Regions from separate parts of the Mus musculus genome. Here all the other regions are linked to region 5. Evidence: chromatin contacts called from public promoter capture Hi-C data. All regions are on one chromosome and are shown on one strand. The core of a region is the stretch at or near the end of the contact, and the rest is flanking DNA. Distances in the headings are between cores, read along the strand shown. Region 1 holds the start of Myo9b (myosin IXb). Region 2 holds the start of Arrdc2 (arrestin domain containing 2). Region 3 holds the start of Babam1 (BRISC and BRCA1 A complex member 1). Region 4 holds the start of Rab3a (RAB3A, member RAS oncogene family). Region 5 holds the start of Zfp869 (zinc finger protein 869).

What was found. Promoter capture Hi-C pulls out the DNA fragments that hold promoters and counts their contacts.
Region 1: a contact with region 5 is called in a promoter capture Hi-C map of pre-B cells, with 6 times the contacts expected there. The contact joins the promoter of Myo9b here to the promoter of Zfp869 in region 5. A contact is called at or near these places in 2 of 39 promoter capture datasets (hippocampal neurons and pre-B cells), 1 of 484 Hi-C or Micro-C datasets (uterus), 1 of 115 datasets of contacts at active chromatin or transcription factors (double positive thymocytes) and 1 of 9 other capture datasets (liver).
Region 2: a promoter capture Hi-C map of erythroid cells shows a contact between it and region 5, with 4 times the contacts expected there. The contact joins the promoter of Arrdc2 here to the promoter of Zfp869 in region 5. A contact is called at or near these places in 3 of 39 promoter capture datasets (erythroid cells, liver and pre-B cells).
Region 3: a promoter capture Hi-C map of pre-B cells shows a contact between it and region 5, with 2.6 times the contacts expected there. The contact joins the promoter of Babam1 here to the promoter of Zfp869 in region 5. A contact is called at or near these places in 2 of 39 promoter capture datasets (embryonic stem cells and pre-B cells), 3 of 115 datasets of contacts at active chromatin or transcription factors (astrocytes, double positive thymocytes and pancreatic cancer cells) and 1 of 9 other capture datasets (pancreatic islet).
Region 4: a contact with region 5 is called in a promoter capture Hi-C map of pre-B cells, with 2.7 times the contacts expected there. The contact joins the promoter of Rab3a here to the promoter of Zfp869 in region 5. A contact is called at or near these places in 2 of 39 promoter capture datasets (cranial neural crest and pre-B cells).

The regions. Positions count from the first base shown.
Region 1 is chr8:71,270,210-71,274,485 of GRCm38.p6, reverse strand. It overlaps Myo9b (myosin IXb), which reads right to left and starts at 1,772. Exons shown (of 40, transcript NM_001142322.1): 1 at 1,657-1,772. Haus8 (4HAUS augmin-like complex, subunit 8) reads left to right here and starts at 1,896. Exons shown (of 11, transcript NM_001163042.1): 1 at 1,896-2,202. The coding sequence starts at 2,174.
Region 2 is chr8:70,838,160-70,842,104 of GRCm38.p6, reverse strand. Arrdc2 (arrestin domain containing 2) reads left to right here and starts at 2,385. Exons shown (of 8, transcript NM_027560.1): 1 at 2,385-2,977; 2 at 3,060-3,126; 3 at 3,264-3,411. The coding sequence starts at 2,704.
Region 3 is chr8:71,395,150-71,399,503 of GRCm38.p6, reverse strand. Babam1 (BRISC and BRCA1 A complex member 1) reads right to left here and starts at 2,649. Exons shown (of 9, transcript NM_026636.2): 1 at 2,484-2,649; 2 at 1,479-1,825; 3 at 1,054-1,112. The coding sequence starts at 1,775. It overlaps Ushbp1 (USH1 protein network component harmonin binding protein 1), which reads left to right and starts at 3,703. Exons shown (of 13, transcript NM_181418.3): 1 at 3,703-3,790; 2 at 4,035-4,164; 3 at 4,333-4,354. The coding sequence starts at 4,111.
Region 4 is chr8:70,752,581-70,757,099 of GRCm38.p6, reverse strand. It overlaps Rab3a (RAB3A, member RAS oncogene family), which reads right to left and starts at 2,397. Exons shown (of 5, transcript NM_009001.7): 1 at 2,237-2,397; 2 at 1,017-1,244; 3 at 535-653. The coding sequence starts at 1,244.
Region 5 is chr8:69,714,695-69,718,711 of GRCm38.p6, reverse strand. Zfp869 (zinc finger protein 869) reads left to right here and starts at 1,810. Exons shown (of 5, transcript NM_001039965.1): 1 at 1,810-1,944. Gm51532 (a long non-coding RNA gene) reads right to left here and starts at 1,605. Exons shown (of 2, transcript XR_003947396.1): 1 at 959-1,605.

The sequences.
Region 1 (4,276 bases), core at 523-3,022, 1.6 Mb before region 5:
CTATGGTGGAACACTTACCCAGTAAGCAAGCACAAGGTTCTAAGTTCCGTCCCCAGCATTTGCAGGGCAAGAGACAGAAAGTTGGAGCTGCATAAAACCAAAGGGTGTGTACCAGAAACATGAAAGTTAATAAGTGGGGTTAGCTCTGGAAAAAGGCTGACACAGGCCAATCCAAAGGAGAAATAGGCAGAGTCTTGCCCCAGGCCAGACCCCAAACAAGGCGCTTGCTTCTTCCAGGAGACCTCCACTGAGTCACAGCTCCAAGTAAGCAGGAGAAAAAGTGTGTCATGCATAGGAAAGTTCATGTCCTTCCTGGGGTCTCAGGACCAAAAAGTCTTCGATATTCCAAGGGGCATGACTTGCACCGTGTGCCCTTGGGCAAGCTAAGTTGAAAGATTTCTTCCAGAACATTCTTGAAGTGAATGGGGCAGTCATGTCTCTAAGGCTTCCTTTATATCCAGATTCCTGTACCAAATGGAGCTCTAAACCTGGCCTCCTTTCAGCAAGCACACAGCAGACAGGGAATACTGGTAAGGGGGGGGGGGGAGAAAGTGATGCCAATCAAAACCAGGCAGCTCCAAGGCCTTGTAGGAGCAGAGAGGCCGGTGACAATAACTTTATAGTTGCTCATGCCACCTCCAGCCATTCCTTGACACCTTAAGATACTGAAGTCTCAAAGACTAGACAATACCCAACAAGGTAAGGAGATACAACCTGAGGGGCTGCTAGGTGGATGTCTTAAAGTGCTGGAAAATGAGCCAAAGAGGCACAAAAGGACTCCCCTATAAAGCCTTGGGAGTTAGGGTCCCTAGAAAAAGAAGGGAGGGTTTGTTGGCAGCTGTGACTCCACGGGGCTGAGATCTCTGCCACCGCTGAGGTATACATTTCCTGTAAGTCATTTAAAAACAAAAAACAAAAAACAAAAAAACGTTTAAGTCCAAGGATGTGACTCTCTTGAGAGAGTGGCTTCCACCCTACCGGCTCCCTTTCTTCTGAAACGCAGTTCGGGTGTCAGAACCCCACCCCCACCCCGCAACCTCCTCTAGAGTCCAGCTACTCTTTTCTTGAGCAGAAAGTGATGTGCCTATCAAAGCAGAGAGAGAACCCAGAGGGCGCTGGGACTCGCCCTGGCGGATCACCCAGCTGTCCGGGAGTGAAGTCAGGAAGAAGATGAATCAAGAGGGGAAGGCGGGGGCGAGTCTCCAGAGGCTGCACCCCGTCATCTCCCTTTCCTCCTCCTCTCCACTCCTCCGGCCCTCTGAGGAACTGTTTTTGCGTGTCTTTCCAGGCCCACTCTTTTAGACGTTCCAGCCCCAACAGTGGGTTGCCACAGACCGTTTCCCATTCTCTGAGAGCCCGGCGCCTCTCTGACACCCTAGGGCTCAGACCGCGAGTGCAGAAGTCCCTTTCCCTAGCACGGCCCCTCGGCTCCGCCTTCCTGGCCTCCCCCGTTTCCTGAGATCCCCCCAGATGCCACCTTAGCCACGTCCTCTCCTCAGCCGCCGCTGAAAGACGCGGTAAGCCCGCCAGTCTCAACCCCCTCAGCGTCCACGCGTCCCCCAGGCCGCATCCTGCCCTCACGTCCCACGACTTCAGGAGCAACCCGGTGCACAACCCCGGCTCGGGTCTCCACTCACGGCCGCCGCGAGAACTTACCTGGACCTCGGGCCGCTGCGCGCCACCGGTCCCCGGCCAGCCTGCCCGCTGCTCCCGGCCGCCCCGCCCCGAAGCGACCAGCCTCGCCCGCCGCTGCACCGTGCGATTTCACTTCCGGGTTCCGGAGGCGCTGAGTGGGCGGGCGCCAACTCGTCGGAGAGGCGGGGCGACTCGAGGTCCCGCCCCATCTAAAGGCGCGCAGCGAACGCCCTCTGCGGTTGGTGCATTCCAGATGCTAAGTGTTCCACAGCTGAGAGGGGCGGGCGCTATGATAGTCACGCCCCTCCCCAGCAGTATTTTAGCCCGCTCAGGTTGGTGCCGGAAGCCCACACGTCTGAGGGACACCTTGGAGCCACGCCCTTTTTCGGCGCTCTTGGCCAGGCTGAACGAACTGTAGCAAGCTTGGAGCCCGCCCCGCGGCTCGCGTGAAGAGAGCACCCTCCGGCTTCCAGCACTACTCCCTGCCTCCTAGCGGGCGGGACCCTGAGACGCTTGCCTTTGAGTGGAAGGCGGGAGAATGGCGGATTCCTCAGAACGGGACGCAGGGTGAGTTGGGATCTCAGAAGGGCGGAATTTAGGGGCTCCTGTGGGTTGGCCAAAGACCAGATCCTGGGCTCACAGGCAGCGGAGCTGGAGAACTGGGATCTTATGAGCCAATGCCCGAATCTCTCCCAGACCAGAAGCCCAGGCTCTGAGCCGCTTCGGTGCGTGCTGGGGAGCTGGGGTCCCAGATGCAGTTCAGAATTGGGGTTGTGCGTGGACTTTGGTGGACATTCTCTCTTTTTCCCCTTGGAGACAGTGGTGTTTTTTGTTTTTTGTTTTGTGTGTGTGTGTGTGTGTGTGTGTGTGTGTGTGTGTGTGTGTATGTGTGTAGCTGATCCGGAGCTCTGTAGACCAGTCTGGCCTTGAATTCACAGAAATCTGCCTGCCAAGTGCTGGGTTCAAAGGCATGTGCCACCACCACCTAGCCTTCCTTTTTTTAAAGGAAAAACGTGACCCTACATGGTAGCACGACTTTAGTCCCAGCACAGACCTTTTCCTAGGCCTCAGGAGCTCTAGGGTTGCTTGTCGCACTCCCCTTTAGCCCTGACTCACTACACCCATGGGTGTTTGCTTAAGAGTCTGAAGGATGAGGGTCACGGGCTATTGTGACTGTATACAGCAAAGGACACTCTGTGAAGGTCAAGTGGGTGAAACAAAGGCTCTTGCCACCAAGCCTCATGATCTTATTTTGATCCATGGGTTTCATATGGTGAAAGTAGATAACTGATGTACTGGCCAGTTTTGTGTCAACTTGACACAGGCTGGAGTTATCACAGAGAAAGGAGCTTCAGTTAGGGAAATGCCTCCATGAGATCCAGCTGTAAGGCATTTTCTCAATTAGGGTCAAGGGAGGAGGTCCCCTTGTGGGTGGTGCCATCTCTGGGATGGTAGTCTTGGGTTCTATAAGAGAGCAGGCTGAGCAAGCCAGGGGAAGCAAGCCAGTAAGGAACATCCCTCCGTGGCCTCTGCATCAGTTCCTGCTTCCTGACCTGCTTGAGTTCCAGTCCTGACTTCCTTTGGTGATGAACAGCAATGTGGAAGAGTAAGCTGAATAAACCCTTTCCTCCCCAACTTGCTTCTTGGTCATGATGTTTGTGCAGGAATAGAAACCCTGACTAAGACAATTGACTACGCATTTTGTCCTCTGCCCTCCATGTGCACATCATGGCACACGAGCACTACAAACTACATAAAATGTAAAATGCTGAAATGCTAAGAGAAGAGGCCTATGGTAGGAGCCTCCTACACCTGAGACTCCCAGCCCTGAAAGGCAGGGGGTAGAGAGTAGGGATGCACAGTGGGCACAGGACAGGACAAGGCCATGTTACTGAAGCCTCTGTGAGTGGTGGGCAGGCTTTGGGGCACCATGAGGGACAACAGATGCACCTGCACTTTGTAGAACTACAGGGCCCCATGTTCTCCCATAGGCCCATGATTTGCCCCCAGAGCAGGGAGAAGCCCCCAGCTCCCAGCCCTGCTTTTGACTTGCAGGTGTGTCCAGAAGAGGTTGGGATCCCCTGGAGCTGGAGTTACAGGTGGTTGTGAGCCACCTCACCTGGGTGCTGGAGACTGAACTCAAGTCCTCTGTAAGAGCAGCAGACACTCTTAACCTATGAGCTGTCTGGCACAGCCAGGGCTGTGAAGTGAGATTTATTTGCTCTCTGAACAATCCCAACAACCTGAGTTTAGGTCCCCAGAAGCCACATAAAGACTGGATGCAGTAGTGTCTGTCTGTAATCCAGCACTTCCCACAGGGAGATGGGAGGCTAAAGCAGCACAGTCTCTAGGAGTAGGAGGCAGAGCTAGCAGGGCAAACAGAGCCATGGCTAAGAAAGGTAGAAGGTGAGAACCTTCGCTGAGGTTGTCCCTGACCTTTACACAGGCACCATGGTACACACAGTGGCACAGAAGCACCTGTACTCATACAAACACCATTCAGACTTACATGAAATAAAGTAATAAAAACAAAAGATTTGAAAATACAACTATTTGGGGACTGAAGAGATGGCTCAGCGGTTAAGAGCACTGACTGTTCTTCCAGAGAACCTGAGTTCAATTCCCAGCAACCACATGGTGG
Region 2 (3,945 bases), core at 1,136-3,635, 1.1 Mb before region 5:
GACCTCCAGGTGAGGGGGTCCCGATTCTCAAAGAAGCTTCTCGTGTGTGCACCCCGAATTCTGTCTCAGTTTACCTTGCCTTGTCTGCTACTCTGGGTCTGTCCCTGAAGTGGGGGCGGGTCTGATGGTGTTTGTGGATAGGAAGGGAATCTCTCCCACTGGGAAGGAGCCTGTGGCAGACTGCAATGGAAGACATTCCACTGTGAATCCGGGTCATAACCCCTCCCAGTTCACTTATGAGACCCCTAGGGCATTCCTATCCCTGAGCCTTGCTGTGTGCCTGCAGGGCAGATGTGGTGTCTCTGGGCTCCCTGCCCCTCACTCACTCACTCAGCTAAGCCAGGCTTCACTATGCCGGACCGTGAAATAGGCAGGTCAGAAGCGGGGCCCCACATCTGCTTCCAGCTGCTCTAAACAGATAAATCCTCAGTTGGATGAAGGAAGTCAGCGTCTGTCCAGTGGGCCAGGAAGAGACCCCGTTGAAACTTTTTTCTCCAGGTGACTCAAAGGAAATCCTGAAGCCACCCAGACTTTCACTGAGGACTTCCTCTAACACACACGGGGTGGGGTGGGGTTGGGTGGGGTGTGACTTACTCCGTGACTCCAGGCGAAGGCCAAACCCTCTCTCTGGTCTCCGAGACTTATCTGTGTGGTACACTCACTCTGGGAGGGGGCGTCTTCAATTCCCGCACTTTTCTTTAGTCCAAGACCTGTGGGACTTCTCTGGTCCTCCAGGCCGCCTTGTCCTCTCCAGGCTGCGGGCAGGGGGTGCTGCAGCCTGGTTCATAAGGCTGTGAACCTGTGTTCGTTCACACAGCTGGGCTCAGGAGTGAATACGAGCCGCAGTACATCCCATGTCCACCAGGGGGTGCCCGTGTCTACAAATGCCGGGCAGGTTTCCCTGCAGGAGCAATTCTTCCTGTTACATTCCAGAAGGGTCTCCCTATCCCCAGGTACACTGCAGCCCTTGACTCAAAATATCAGAGTCTCCTGGATTTGCTGCCTATGCACGGCAATCCCTTTCTGGATCTGAGGGACTAAGTTCCCCTAGGCCTTATGGAAGTGGAAATTGAGGCACATCCTCCTTGTCCCTTGCCAGGGTCCTTTAGGTTGAATGGGGGTGCCCAATGCGGGGGGGGGGGGAAAGGACCAACACTTCCCTGTCCCCACCAATTCGCATCGCCGGAAACAATGGGCCTGAAAAAAGGTGCCCCAGATAGGTCTGCAGGCGGCAGCGAGTTGATGATTAAGCTGGGAGGTTCTGGCCTAGTGGACACACCTGCGAACCCAGCATCTAAGAGGCTGACACCGGAGTTCCATTGCCTTGAGTTCCCGGGCAGCCTGGGTTACAGTGTGAGATCCTGTCTGAAAACATAAGAAAAAGCCAGGCCGGGCAGGAGAGATGGCTCAGTGGCTAAGAGCACAGACTGCTCTTCCAGAGATCCTGAGTTCAATTCCCAGGAACCACACAGTGGCTCACAGCCATCTGTAATGGCTCTCTTCTGGTGTGTCTGAAGACAGCTACAGTGTACTCATATACATATACAAATAAATAAATCTTTTTTTTTTTAAGTTTAAGAAACAGTCAGGTACTAAGGCAAACGCCTATCAAGTCAGCTCTGGAAGACTGGTGGAGGATGGCAAATTCAACATCGGGCTTGGTTAGAGTACGAGATGCATTGGAGGCTATGTGAGACTTGGCCTCAGAAGAAAATAAAGCTTTCGGGTTCAGAAATCCGATTTGAGCTTTAATTCCAGCACTCGGGAAGCAGTGGCAACCTCGCCTCTATGAGTTCAAGGCCAGCCTGGTCTACACAGTGAGTTCCAGACTAGCCAAGGGAACACAAAACTACTGGCCAATCTTGTAAACAGAAGCAGGGGGACTGTCTCAAGTCCCAGGTAAGTTTGGGCTACATGAGAACCCGTCTCAAAAAGCAACAGAAAAAAAAAATAGTGACAGTTGTCACGCTGGGTGACTAAGACCAGTTTCCCTATTCCTGGGCTTCCTTGTTTGTGTATTTGCGAGACCTAAGGCGGCAGAGCCGCGCTGCAGCACCTCCCACTTAGGCTCCGGTTCAGAACCAAGCAAGGGTTATTTTGTCTGGAGCCTCGTGAGGCCACGCCCCACCGCGCTATTGGTGAAGTTCTTTCCGGTAGGCGAGGCTTTCTCTAACGCCCCGCCCCGCCCCGCCCCTCGATGCTACTGACTTTCTCGCAGGAGCTGATTTTGCCCCCTCAGACCACGCCCTTCACACGCTATTGGCCTGGTCCCTTGTAGGGGGGGGAGCTTTCTATCAGGCCACCGCCCTCGTGGAGCCTTTGGCCTAATTCTCTCAGCAGAACCAGGCTTTTTCAGGCCCCGCCTCCTCAGCGCGCTATTGGTGGAGTCTTCTCCTGAAGGTGTGGCTTTCTCCTCAGGCCATTCCTTCGCCGCGCTATTGGCCTAGTCTTTTCTGGGGTCCCGTTCCCTACTGCTGTGTTTGCGGAGTCTCTTCCGGTAGGTGCGGTCTTCTCCTCAGGCCCCGCCCTCCAACCGTCCTATAAGTGCGACGCAGCTGCGGGTCCCCAGCGGTCTTCCGTCCTGTTGTCCCGCTTGTGTGTGTACGTAGTTCGAGCCCGCTGCGTTCGCAGTCTCTAGCTCTTTCTTTTCGCGGGTTCGAGCACCTGGCCGATCTCTTTTTTGGGTTCGCGACCGTCACCGCAATGCTGTTCGATAAGGTGAAGGCGTTCGTAGTAGAGATAGACGGGGCGCGCACGGGCACCGAGCCCGTGTTCCACGGAGGCCAGGCCGTGGCAGGCCGGGTACTGTTGGAGCTTGCGGGCGCGGCACGCGTGGGCGCGCTCAGGCTGCGCGCTCGGGGCCGCGCGCGCGCGCACTGGACGGAGTCGCGCAGCGCGGGCTCCAGCACTGCTTATACTCAGAGTTACAGCGAGCGCGTGGAAGTCGTGAACCACCGCGCCACGCTGCTCGCGCCAGGTACGGGCTGGGGACCTTTTGGGGCGCACCGAGCATGCGATTCCCAGGCCTACGTCCGCTGAGCCCCGGGTCTTGTTCCTAGACTCGGGGGATATCGCCACGCTTCCCGCTGGACGCCACGAGTTTCCCTTCAGCTTCCAGCTGCCTATGTAAGCCCCACTGTCGCCTTCTGGCTGGGCATCTAGGGTTCCCTCAGCCCTGACTTCTCGGGACATCCCTCTTGTATGCCCTTCACCCCACTATCTCCTGATAGTGATCCTCTGATTACCCACTCTTGCCACCCCAGCTCCCTGGTGACATCCTTCGAGGGCAAACACGGCAGCGTCCGCTATTCCATCAAAGCCACTCTGCACCGGCCATGGGTCCCTGCACGCTGCGCCCGGAAGGTGTTCACTGTCATTGAACCTGTGGACATAAACACACCTGCCCTGCTGGCAAGTGGCTGCCCCATGGGGGTTGGGGTCCAGCCTGGCTGCTTGACACCTTTTAGATTTGAGGGTCTCAAATGACCTCTGTAACAGGGAGCCAGGAGTTAGTGGTGAGTTTAAAACCCACTATAGGTAAGTGCAAATTCTGAGGGTGCTCACCTGCTGTGTGCCTCTGGGAAGGTATCTTGCTCTTTCCCAGCCTCAGATACCCCATTTGGAAAGCAGGATATGATAGGGCTATTTTTGTTTTTGTGTTTGCTTTTGTCTTTACTGGTTTTGGGTTTTGCTTTATTTCTTTTTCTTTTCTTGTTTGTTTTTGTTTTTTGTTTTGTTTTGTTTTGGTTTTTTTGAAACAGGGTTTCTCTGTATAGCCCTGGATGTCCTGGAACTCACTTTGTAGATAAGGCTGGCCTCGAACTCAGAAATCTGCCTGCCTCTGCCTACCAAGTGCTGGAATTAAAGGCATGTGCCACCACTGCCCGACTTTTTTTTTTTTTTTTAATTTTAGAAAGGTCTCTCTCTGTGTAATCCTGGCTGGTC
Region 3 (4,354 bases), core at 1,400-3,899, 1.7 Mb before region 5:
GAGGTCAGATAATATCAGCAGGGTGCCGAAAGCCAGGTGTGACAGTGTTGGTTGCCAACTAGACAACATCTGGCATTAACTAAAACCCAAGTGGCTGGGCACACCTGTGAGGGATTTTTTTTTTTTTCTTTTTCTTTTTCTTTTTCGAGACAGGGTTTCTCTGTGTAGCCCTGGCTGTCCTGAAACTCACTTTGTAGACCAGGCTGGCCTTGAACTCAGAGATCCACCTGCCTCTGCCTCCCAAGTGCTGGGATTAAAGGCGTGCGCCACCACTGCCCAGAGGGATTTTTTTCTTAATTAAATCATTTGAAGTGGGAAGATGCACTTTTAGCCCAGATCTCTGATGTGGGTAGAATCCACCTTTACCCTGGGCCCTCTGCCTGCAGCCTAGGTGAAGGACATGAGAGAAGGGACACTTTGCTTGCTTGCCCTTGCTCTGCTCTATTTAGCAAGTTTGCTCCTTCACTGGCATCAGAGCCTACTTCTTCATGATTATGGTGCCTGCTAAGGAGAAGCTGAGACATCCAGTCTCATGGACTGAACAACTGCTGGACTGTTGGGTCTTCCGCTGGCAGACAGTCATTGGAGGACCAGCTGCACCACAGCCTGAGAGCCACTCTAATATGTCTCACTCATATATAGAACACCAATATACACCAGGTTAGCCTCAAACTCACTGTGTAGTGTAGGCTAGCCTCAAACACACTCTAGAGCACAAGCTGCATTGCAAAGGTGGACCCTGAACTCCTGATGCCTCCATCTCTGCCTCCATCAGCGCTATAATGGCAAGTGTGTGCCACTGGCTCCTGAGCCAAGGCCAGTCCAGATGTAACACCTGATACCCCAGGCTGCCAGGGGTACACACAAAGCTTCACGAGCTAGACAGTGGCCTAGCCCATCACCTTGAGGCCAGCTAGGGTTGGCTCCTAAGAGTGTCATACATATGGACACAGCCTTGGAAGTGTCAGTGTCACGAACACCTGAATCCTACTGGGTGGAGGAATGACCCTATGCATTCTGAGCTGCCTATGTCCAAACTCAATGCCACAGTACCCATTAAAGGACTCCAGCTTTGGCACAGACATCTCCTCCGAAAGATCCAGACAGATGATCTGAAACATAAAGAGAAGAAAGAGAGTACAGGACCAAACCAGACTACAGCCATTACAGTTATTACAGATTGGGTGGGTCCTAGCCAGCAGAGCTCAAAAAGGGCTCAGGGGTGGAGCCTCTGCCTAGAATGGAGGGGGAATGGCTATAGCACAAATGGAAGTCCAGGTGCCACAAAATAAAAATAAATAAATAAATAAATAAATAAATAAATAAATAAATAAAAACAAGAATCTAAATTCAGTGACGTTTAAGCTACCAAGTGTGTGATGTTCATGGAACCTATAGAAAACTGAGGCAGCAATTTAGAGGAGTGGCCTGTCTGAGGGTCTCCATCCCCTACATCTCCAGCCAAGACCCTCACATACCACCTTCTCTGGACAGTTGACCCTTGGTGTTCGAATCTGGACCTCAGATGCTGATGCTGGTACTTGCCAGGGCTTAGGCCCGGCTCCTGGGACACTGGCTGCCCCGCCATCTGCAGTGGCTGCCTCACCCTCGCCCTCGCTGCGGCTGCCCACACTGGCTTGAGCTCCCAGGGCCCGGTCCTCAGCCCCCTCTGGATTGGATCGAGTGTGAGGCCTGGGCTCTGATATCGTCTCCTCTCCTTCTTCTTCCTCCTCTTCCTCCTCCTCCGTGGGGCTGTTCGCCTCTGCCACCTCCATGGTTCCCGAGTGGTTAGATGAAGGGGGGATAGTGGAAGCCAGGATCCTGCCTTAAGAGTTTGTAAAGACAATGGTTACTAGGAAGACAGAAGATGGGCACGAGCCCCTTACGCACAGGAGTCTCTGAGGGCTACAGAATGCTACCATAAGACAGTGTGTCCAGAAACCACCCTCAGGTGAAGTAAGTTTTTTCGTTTTCTTTTTTGTTTGTGACAGCTCCATGTGGCCCAGGCTGCACTCTAACTCTAAAACTATACGGCTTATAATGGCCGGGTACTTCTGTATTCACCTTCCAAGTGCCGGAGTACACCGCCGCACATAGTTTAGGTGGTGCTAGGGACGGATACCCAGGGCCTCATGCAAGCTAGGCAAACTCTTTACCAACTGAGCCACAAGCACTGTTCCAACTGAACTGCTGTTCATCCTTAGCTTTCCGCTGTTTACACAGGACGAACACCCCAGTTGCCTGGTCACTGGGTATTCGACCCATTAAGGCCTCCAGTGGCTCCCACACCTGGGAGACTTGGTTTGTGGAGCCGAAAAGATACAGTTGAAGTTTCCCAAAACTACTTTTCCCCTGAGGCGGCGCCGGTCCGGTCCCTAGGGAAACACAGGAAGCCCAAGTGACCCTGCGATGGATGCGCGGTTTTAGGGGTGGCATCTCGGGACCTCGAATCCCCCACCCCTAAGTCCTCAAGAAGAACGAACCTGGAGCTACAGCAATCCGGGTCGAAGTTAGACCACGGCGACACAAAGCTCACGCGCGTTCACAGTGCCGCAGGTTCCACTCTGTAGCCTGGGCACCGCGGCCAGTCAATCAGGACTCTAGGAAGCCGCCATCTTCCTGGCCGGAAGTTTGTGCGGCGCTGCCGAGACACCTTCTGGGAAATGTAGTTCAGTGGCCCTCGGGACATGGAAGCTGATAGGCTGAGGCGTTCTGGGGGTGTGGCTTGGAGTGGCTGGAATGGGGCTGAAGATGGGTAATACTGGGAGTGGGTGTGATCTGTGGTGGATAGAAGCAAAATTGGGCGTAATTTGTAGTTCCGGTTTAATCACGCTATGGTTCTCAAGGCTTCTGCTGAAATAGGACAGAAGCCTGAGCTGGGCGGGGCCGTTTGATGATTGACGGGGTAGGACTTGGCTTGGACTTGCCAAAGGCCTTCTCAGTTACTTATGTAACTTAGGTTGGCATTCATTCACTAGTACCTTGATGAGGACTGGTGGTGCACACCTGTCATCCCAACACTCCAGAGACCCGGAGACGAAGATCGGGCGTTTAGACCAGGCTGGGCTAAATGAGACGCTGTATAAAAACTAAAATGTAAAGAAAAAGTAAAGAAGGCAGCAGACACACTGTGGACAAGCTTATTGTTGCCAGTGCCTCCAACCGCCTGATGCAGCAGTTCAGACTCATTGAAGAGAAACGTTGTGGGCTACTGAGCAGGTGCAGGCTCTTGCCACCAATCCTGAGGGGCCTGAGTTCGATCTCGGAGACAAGTAGGACCACCACAGACAAAGATGAGTAAAGCAAAGTAATGAAAAATAAAAGCTGTGCAAATGCTGAAGCCAACTCCTACAGTTTTGGTTTTTTTTTGGTTTTAGAAACACACACACACACACACACACACACACACACACACACACACACACACAAAGACCTTCACATTAGAGCGAGTCCTGGTGAACAGGGGACACAAAAAATCCAAAATGAAAATGGAAGGTTTGGCCTCGGGTAAGGGGATACTGATATCTTTAGAGCGGGACAAAGGTCCTGGTCCTCCATCCTCCTCCCGTTCTGGAGGAAGCCGGCATCCTGGAGAAGGAAACGAAACAATAACTGTCCATGTGATCAGGGTAGGGGGGCTTCCTGTTTCCCAGCCCCTCCCGGGCCACTTTTGGCTATCGCAGCCTCAGTAGCCAGTGGCCAGAATGGCTTGAGATATGCCCTGGATCTCAGGCCTTTCCCAAGGTGCTCTGGAGAAGCAGAGAAGAGCGCAGCAGGGTCAACCCCCAGGGTGAGGGAGTTTGATGCTAAGAGCCGTAGGAAGAAAGAGGATTTTAGGGTCCCTACCCAATGCTTCTATGGGGGGTGGGGCACAGATAAGAGAAACGCCTTCAGACAGCTGAGGGGAGAAGAATGCCCAGTAGAGATGGGGGATGGGGGAGTAAGGAACAAGTAGATAGTTAGTGGGCACTATTGGAGAGGTATATGAATATTTAAATGTGTCAATCGGAGTAGACACCCCAAAAATCCTACAGGAAACAAAAAAACAAAAAACAAGGATTCTAAGGTGACGAAGGCAAGAACTGAAAGCAGACTGTAGTGACAGAGGCAATGAGTGCCCGGGCCACACGGCCCCGAAGCCGTCGAGGGAGGCATCCTCTGCCTGTAAGTGTGCCCCTCTTCCTGCCACACTCAGTCCCATGGATCCTGGGAACCCAGGCCTGCTAGGCTCAGAGCCCGTGGTGGTGTAGGGGAGTCCTCCACAGGTGGAGCTGGATATGATGGCCAAGAGACTGTGTGTGTGTGTTGGGGGGAAACGGGGTTCATTCACAGGGGGAGCTAGACCCTGTAGCTG
Region 4 (4,519 bases), core at 1,148-3,647, 1.0 Mb before region 5:
ACCTGGCCCCATCCCCGAGTCTCTGCCTGTGTCTAGCCCTTGCAGGAGAGACCACTGCCCCTTGGTAACTGAGTCCAGCCTATCTCACTCAGACCTCTCCATCTTCCCAAAGCTGGGAAGATGGGCCGGTGTCCACTACACCAAATGTCAAGACCTGGGGGAGTTAATTTTTGGTGCTGTGGCTGGAATCCAGGTTCTCATACATTTGAGGTAAGCGCTTGGCCAGAGAATCACTTGACCTCAGACAAGTGAGCTAACGTGGTTCTCCTGCCTGGGCTACCTGGGTAGAGATCAGTGGGAGGTTCCTTGTCTACTCACTGGTTACCTTGTGTGCTTCCACAACCTCAAGCCTTGGGAACAGCCACATGGCTTGTCCCACCAGAGGCCTACTCTTGGTTGTCTTTTGGCCATGCTGGGGACGAACCCAAGGCTTTGTCCTGGCCAAGCAGGCACCCTACCAACTAAGCTTAGCTAAGCTTAGCTAAGTCACCTCCAATCCCAGCCTTGTGTTTTCTGAGTAGGTGGGCTGCTCACCAGTCCTGCACTGCATTAAATGACTCCTCATTGGTGATGTCATACATTAGGATGAAGCCCATGGCGCCTCGGTAATAGGCTGTGGTGATGGTGCGGTACCGCTCTTGCCCTGCTGTGTCCTGGGGAAAAGAGGGATAGGTCAGAAGGGACCTCGCAGCAGCCCCCGAGAGAAAAACGTGCTCCAAGGTTGTCCAGCAACCACTTTGAGGCCCGGGGACAGTGGGTCAGGAAAAGCAGACAGTGACCCAAATGGGTCACTGCAAGGCCACTTAGTCACTCAACAAACATGTACTGGGTGCTGCCTGAATGCCCTGTGCCACACTATGCTAGAAGATGAGTGGGGATGCTCGGGACTTAGGAAAACGGGAAGCTCATACTGGGATGGAGATGCAGGCCTTAAATCCCAGCGCCAGCCGATGGCTAGCCTCAGCTTCCTTTTGTGGGGGTTGGCAGGAAGACATCTCCCCTCCAGCCCTACACACCCAGATCTGCAGCTTGATCCTCTTGTCGTTGCGGTAGATGGTTTTGACCTTGAAGTCTATGCCAACGGTGCTGACAAAGGCTGGAGTGAAGGAGTCATCTGCGTAGCGGAAGAGGAACGAGGTTTTGCCCACGCTGCTGTTCCCAATGATCAGGATCTTGAACATATAGTCGAAGTTCTGGTCTGAGGACTCCTTCTGCCCATAGCGAGAGTCTGTGGCGGAAGCCATCTGCGGGAGGCGTGGCACAGAGGGCCTGAGGGGAGCATCAGGACCACGCACAGGGTGGGCACGGCACAGGGGTAGGTGAGGATACCCCCCAATGTCACATGCTCAACCCCCCCAACCAACATAAGGCAGAGCTGTGACCTTGACAGCACCAAGGTTTTAAGCAGGCTGTGAACCTCAGATTCCCCTGTACCCTGAGGGAAGACTGAGCCTCCTCTGCCTTCCCATCAGTCTCTCACAGAGACCCACACCGGAACATGAATACAGGAGGATCCCCAGTTCTCGCTCATCCTTATTTTTCTCCTGCAAGAACTGGGGCCCTGAGATAGCCACATCACGTGACGAAGACAGGATGAACGTAGGCTCACACACACAAAATCGCGAGCACAAGAGCGCGCACGCATACACACACACACACACACACAAGCACAATGAAGCATCTAGGGCAGGCAGACCCAAACACCTGCCCTGCATGCAAGAGTGGTGCTAACAGGCGAAACAAGCAGACATGTATGGTGTGTGCAAGCCCATGTGTGAGCACAGCTCCCTGCACCAATGCACGACTGTACCTGGCCATCCGGGAGGACACACCACACACGCGCATGGCTCCACACGCGTGTGAGCACATACTTGAACTAAGATCCACGCGCACCGCGCACGCGGACCATGCACGCACAACGTATCACAAGTGTGCACGCTGCGCGTCCTGCGGTCACTCGAGCCTCTCCATGCCCAGCGGGCGCGCACACGCGTGTTCACCCCACGAGCACGAGCACGCACAAGCCTCCCGCAAGGCCTGGCTTTCCCCTCCCCCTCTGTCGCAGAGCCCGGGCCCCAGGTGCCAGGTTAAGGGCGAGGGGTGCGGGATGCGGGACCAAGAATGCCAAATGCGAGACCCATAGCCACTACACCCGAGTTGCGCTCCCCTTGATCCCCCAGCTGTCAGTGAAACGCGGGCTCCTCAGTGTGTGGACCTGGGTTGCGCTCACCCTTACCCTCTCTAAGCTGAGACAACGCTGGCGACGGCGACCGTGGCGACTGCGCTGGCGACCGGGCCCCAGAAGAGGATGCGGGGGATGCAGGCGGCGGCGGGGGCTGCAGGCGGCAGCGGAGGAGGCTCAGGCCCCTGCAGTCCTAGCTGACGTCCTGCAAAGCCAGGGGCGGGGCTTTCTATGCAAACGAAGCTGTGACGTTAGGGGAGGGACTGCATCGACAGCCGCGGGACCACACTGGCCTGCGCCGGCAGAAGAGGGGCAGGGCCTGGTAAGCCACTGGAAGACGGGGCTCTAGGGAGGCATGAAGTTTCCATTGGCTGATGCTCTCGAGCGACGGACCGAATATCAAATCAGCGATTCCTACGTCTTTAGAGGCCCAATGGTGACTGCTAGGTGTTTGAAGGGCGGAGAGGCTGAGGCCAGGACCTAGCTCTGGTTGGAAACTTGTGGTTAGAAGTCCTTGCTTTTGAGACGTGAAGCACTCAGGAGTTTAGGTTTTGTTTTGAGAAATGGTCTCAAGTAACAAGCTGGTCTCGAACTTGCCAAGTAGCAGAGGCTGATCTTGAACTCTTGATCCTCCCGCCTGCACCTCACAAGTGTTGGATTGGCAGGCATACATCTTGATTACATTTTAGGGCTCAAAAAACTCATTAAAGACCACACAGAATTTTTAGTCCCAGCACTCAGAAGGGAGATGGAGGCAGATCTCTGTGAGTTCGAGGCCAGCCTGGTCTACAACGTGAGTTCCAGGACAGCAGGACTATGAAGAGAAACTTTGTCTCAAAAAACAAAATAAACAAGCAAATAAATAAATAATTTTTAAAAAAAGAAAGAAAGAAAGAACTGTTTTTTGATGGGCTGAGGATAATTCTCAGTTTGGTGGGGAACCTGCATCACAAAGACCTGGGTTGATCCAGGCTCCTGTTCTCTGCACTGGGAGGAGAAGGGAAGGAGGGGAGAAGCAGAAGTCCAAGGTGATCCTCAGTTACATAGTGTCTTAAAGTCAGCTTGATCCACATAAAACCCTGCCTCAAAGAAATAAAGGAGAAAATCCGGTCTGTGCAAAGAGAAAAGGGTCTGATGAGTCCCCAGAGAACCCCTTGCTTCCTTGCGCACTTAGGGCTCAGAAGTATCCTGACCCATAAGTCTTCCAAAATTGTAATGAAAGACCAAGGAAGCAGAGAAGATTCAAGAGTAGCTGCCCAACGCCCTTTACGATATGGACACTGGGACCCGGGTAACCCTGTGTCTCAGGAAGGTGGGCGCAGAAATGCAGACTTCCAAGCCGCTATGATACACACGACTCATTCCTGCAAATCTGCCTGTCAAGGTGGGAATCTGGGGTCTATCCTATTCTTCCTCTCCGTGCGGCCGGGCAGGGTCCCCATCGCTTCCATTCCCACAGGAAGCAGAACTGGGAACGTGTCCTGGCCCTGTTTATAGACCTCCCCGCCAGCTGCGGAGGCGCCAATGGACCAGAATAACTTGTCGCCTGGATGCTCGTCCACCCCCGCGAGGAGCCTGGAGCCCCGCCCAATCCGGGGCCGCTGGAGGAAGCTTATTTCCTGCTTCCCCTGCACTTCATGCAGAGACACAAAGTGACCATCAGTTTGTTACTTAGCGAGCTCCGGGCCCACGCGGAGGCTACTGTGGGGACCGGGACCGGGTTTGAGGACAGAAAGGGTGCAGGAGGAGCCTGGGACACTGGAGCCTGATTTGGATTTATTCCGAAGGGATAAGGTTAGGGGAGGAACCCATTTGCTTCCACCACCAAGCAAGGGCTCCAGGAGAACTGTGCTGGTAGCTCAGTAGGTGGCAAGGCTTCATCGGAACACTTGGAAAGCTGAGGCAGGAGGGTTGTTGAGTTCTTTATCATCCTGGATCACAAAGTGAGACCCTGTTTCATACTATAAACGTGTGCGGGGAAACTGCTGGCATGGTAACAGAAACCTTTAATTACACAGCACTTGGGAATTTCTGAGTTTGAGGCTCCCCAGAGAGGACAGCACAGCTGTCTGGAAGAATGAAGCAAGTGTGTTAAAGGCCTGGGCAAACAAGAGCACAGGCAGAAGAAGGGACAGAGGGAAGCTGTTCCTCAAATCTTTCTAAGTTATATTCATTTATTTGTGTTGGAAAGAGGGGAGTGTCACAGGACAACCTAGGAAGTCAGTTCTTTCCTTCCAGCACAAGTCCTAGGAATGGAACTCACGTCATCAGGTTTGTGTGACTTCCAAATTCTCCCACAGTGAACACACATGACTTTGTTTAACAAGAAATCTCTAA
Region 5 (4,017 bases), core at 561-3,060:
AGAAGGCTCTCAGATCCTACCTGGCCTTGTTAGTAGTGGCCTACAGCACAGAGGGCAAGAGGGAGTTAGCTCAGTCAAGCCTACCAGGTGGGTTGTGAGTGACCCTCAGTGGAATGGGGCTAGTGAACGTGCATGTGTGCATGTGTGGTATATGTGTGAAGTTAGCCGTGTAGGTGCATTTACACAATGGAGTACTACTCAGCTATTAAAAAAGAATGAACTTATGAAATTCCTAGGCAAATGGATGGACCATGAGGCAGCTTCTCTTGGGCAAGAATCTGGAGTAAATCCTTGGATCCCAAGTGGATGAACTCCTAATCAGTTTGATTTGATCCAGAGCCACTCTCCTTAGCTATCTGCTTATTTAAAAATTAGCTATCTCCTGTCTTCCTTCACTATTCTAGTGTGGTTTGGTCATTTCTGTGGCCTCGTGGATACAGGCATCTTCAATGTGTAAGGCTCCTTCAAATACTGAAAGATCCTGGCAGAATGTAAAAGGACACAGAAGCCCTGAAATTGGCAAGATAGACGTCAGTGTTAGCAGAACTAGCTTCACTGATTTAGAAAAATAGAGGTGCACAATGCTCTGGCCACTTCTTGAACCTGTGTGTCTGCCAAAGTTCTGACCAGGTGTGTGCCCATTGCTGCACCTTCATTAGACTCTTTCCTTGTACCCCTCCCATACCCATTTCTTGAGAATAGACATTGTTTAGATCTGGAAATCCCCTAATCTCCCCCTTCTCCTTTCCCCCCTGAGGGCCTATAAAAACTGGGACCTCTTTCCCCTCGAGGACAACTCCTCTACCCCTGCGTGGGATATGAGTCGTCCCCAGAGCTCTGGCTTTCCCCGAATAAAGCCTCATGTGGTTTGCAACAAGCTCGGTCTGTCGTGAGTTCTTGGGTGTCCGCTATTGTCCTGAGGCCTGAGCGAGGGGCTCCTCTCGGAGTCTTTCAATACCTTCTGTTGACCTGGAGTAGTCTGTGATTGATACTGGAAGTTTTTCAGGAAGTATATCCCGAATTCCTGGTTCTTTGGCTTCCACCTCCTTTGTTGGGATTGCAGGAAAAGCAACACCACCTTGGTCTTGGAATGGGTTCGCTTCTCTGCTTAAAAAGAAAAGGTGCAACTTGTTATAATTGAGCAATCTTTGGCGTGACTTGCTGAAATTCCTGAAACCCGGAGGACATCAAGTCTTGTTTCGATGTGATAGGGGTTGGGTTGGGCCCTGGTCTAGTTGTGAGGCAAAGTGATCACTGCCTTGGGGAGTGTATGTAATAGACTGTGCACAAAAACAAGGCTTCCAAGAGGAAGAACCTTAAGTACCTACTGAGTGCAAGAAGACAAGCTGTGAAAGTTCTGGGATGCACAAGGAAGTCCTGCTTCAATCAGATCGTCTTGAAGCAGACTTGCATGAACTTGGGTGAAAGCCAGAGTTGGGAAGGTCTGTGTGGTCCACGTCTTTTAATTTCAGTTCATCCACTTATGGGAGCTGTCATTCAGATTTCACTAGCCAATCAGGGCCCTGAGGGCAGGACATTCATTCACAAGGACCAAGCGAAGCTGTTCCTGTCACTCAGGCCCTCGTAGGGCAGTGCTAGCCAATCAGAACCTTCAGGCCAGGCCACTCACTCAAGAGCGCCTAAAGGAACTGCTTCATCATTCAGGGCATGCTAGCCAATTAGAGCAATGGAATTGAGTCATCCACGCAGCTGCATCTAGGGAACTCCTGTCAATCAGACTTGTGGTGCAGCTCTAGCCAATCAAAGCTTCGGGGCAAGATGTCCAATCAAGAACACCAGACGAGACGAGAGGTGGGTCCTATCCGCCGCCATGCTGCAGATTCTGTTCTTAAGCAGGCATCGCGTGGTCCCGTGAGCTGCGGTGTGATCGCCGCTGCCGGGAGCTGTAGGGGGAGCGCAGGCGAGCTCAGCAACCGCGCCATGGTGAGCGCGGGGCCGCTGTCCCCGGATGGGGAGGAGCGGTCGGCTGAGCCGCGTGAGCCGGGGTGATAGGTCCTTCCCGGGGTTGGGGGAGCGGTGGGACCGGCCGGCCGAGCGGACACCCTGTGCGTTCCACTGGGCGACGTGGGCCCCGTCACTGGCCAGTGCTTGTCTCGGAGGACTCTAATCACTTCCGCTTTTCCAGCCATGTCTGCGCAGAGCGCGGGGAGCGGAAGACTCCTCCTAATCAGGGGGTAGCTTCCGGGTTGGTGACGTCACCGCCCAGTGCTGGCGCCCTGTTTGTGCTTTTGGTGTCGCACTTATGACTGCTGTGTTCTCTGCGCTGTGGTCTAGACGTTGTGGGCTTCGTAGGTCTAGCATCAAGTGTGAGTTAATTTTGTGAAATTCTCCGAGTCTTTGTCCAAGAGTTTCTTTCGGATGGTGTCCCAGAAACAGTTCTAGAAAAGATTGTACTACTTTATCAAAGGTCAGCTTGTCTCCTAATTTAAAAAAAAATTTTTTTTTGTGGATCTGTTTATTCTTCCTAAACAGTGTGTTGTCTTGTGTATTTGATTGGAAATGTTACGAGTGTGTTGTGGGTTCGTCTACATTGTGCTAACCATTTTGTGTGTTTTTTTAAAAGTATTTTACATATAAAATTCAGCAATGTCTTTTATGTACCTGATAAGAACTTTTTAGCATTTTGTGGGAATTATCTTAAATCTGTAATTGAACCTGGGAACTGACATTTTTCTGATTGTGTCTTCTGGTCATGAGGATGTTATATCAGAAACAGACAAATATGTTTGTGTATTTCCACAATTTCATAATTTACTGAATAGAAAGTAAAAAGGTGTCACGCCTCTGGTGGTAATCTGGCCAAGGCTATTTTTCCAAGATATTTTATATTTCCAAGATATTCTATCCAAGGTTCAATTTTTCCAAATCCTAATTATTAATATTTTTTCATATCACACGGTAAATATATAATTATATCCACATATGCTGTTTACACAACCAGCATAAGTTAAAGAGGCTGCAGCAGAGTTCAGAGGGTCCCAGAAGTTGGCGAAGAGAAATGCAAGCAGTGTTTCAGTTGATGAGAGAAGTTAGAACACACGACTAGTGAGCCACAGGGGGAGAGCTTTGAATGAAGCCCGAGGATGTCAGGTTTGAAAGTGGCTGTAGTGGTCTATATGATATGAAAGGCAGACTGACTGGTCCTGGTGAACTGACAGGGACTCAGTTGAATTGAAGCTGCGTCCCTGACTAGATCCTTGGCTCACACAGGTATCAGATGATAGGCTGGTTTCAGGCCGTGCCATCCTAGTGCTTGGTGTCCATCCCTTTCTGAGGCCAGGGGAGGGAGATGCATCCTTTTGTATCCTATGTATGGTGTTTCGTTTGCACCGCTTGTATGCCTAGTGCCTGCGGAAGCTAGCAGAGGACATCAGATCTCCTGTAGCTGTAGTTACATATGGGTGTAAGCTGTCATGTGTACTCTGGGAATTGGACCTCTGAAATAGCATCTGTGTTCTTTTTTTTATGATTTATTTATTTTTTTATTTTATGTATATAGTACACTGTCTTTAAACACACCAGTAGAGGTGTATCAGATCCCATTATAGATGACTGTGAGCCACCATGTAGTTGTTGGGATTTGAACTCAGGACCTCTGGAAGAGCAGTCAGTGCTCTTAACCGCTGAGCCATCTCTCCAGACCAGCATCTGTGTTCTTAACCATTGAACCATACCACCTCTTTAGCCTGACTTTTCTTTAAATTAGCATGTGCTTTTGAGATAGAAATTGTGTAGGCAAGAATGACCTTGAACTCCTGGTTCTTTTGCCTCTATTTCCAAGTGCTGGAATTTCACATATAATTTCATGTAAGAGGCATGCACCGTGACACCTATCTGATGTTCTTTTTCCCTTTAACAATTTCATACATGTATAAAGACTACTGTAATGTCCTGCCCTCTGATTTCCCTCTTTGTCCTCTCCTGCTTACAGTTCCCTGTGAAATATCCATGTTTTCTGCCCCCTTCATCTCCTTCTTTGTTTTGAGAGCCACTAAA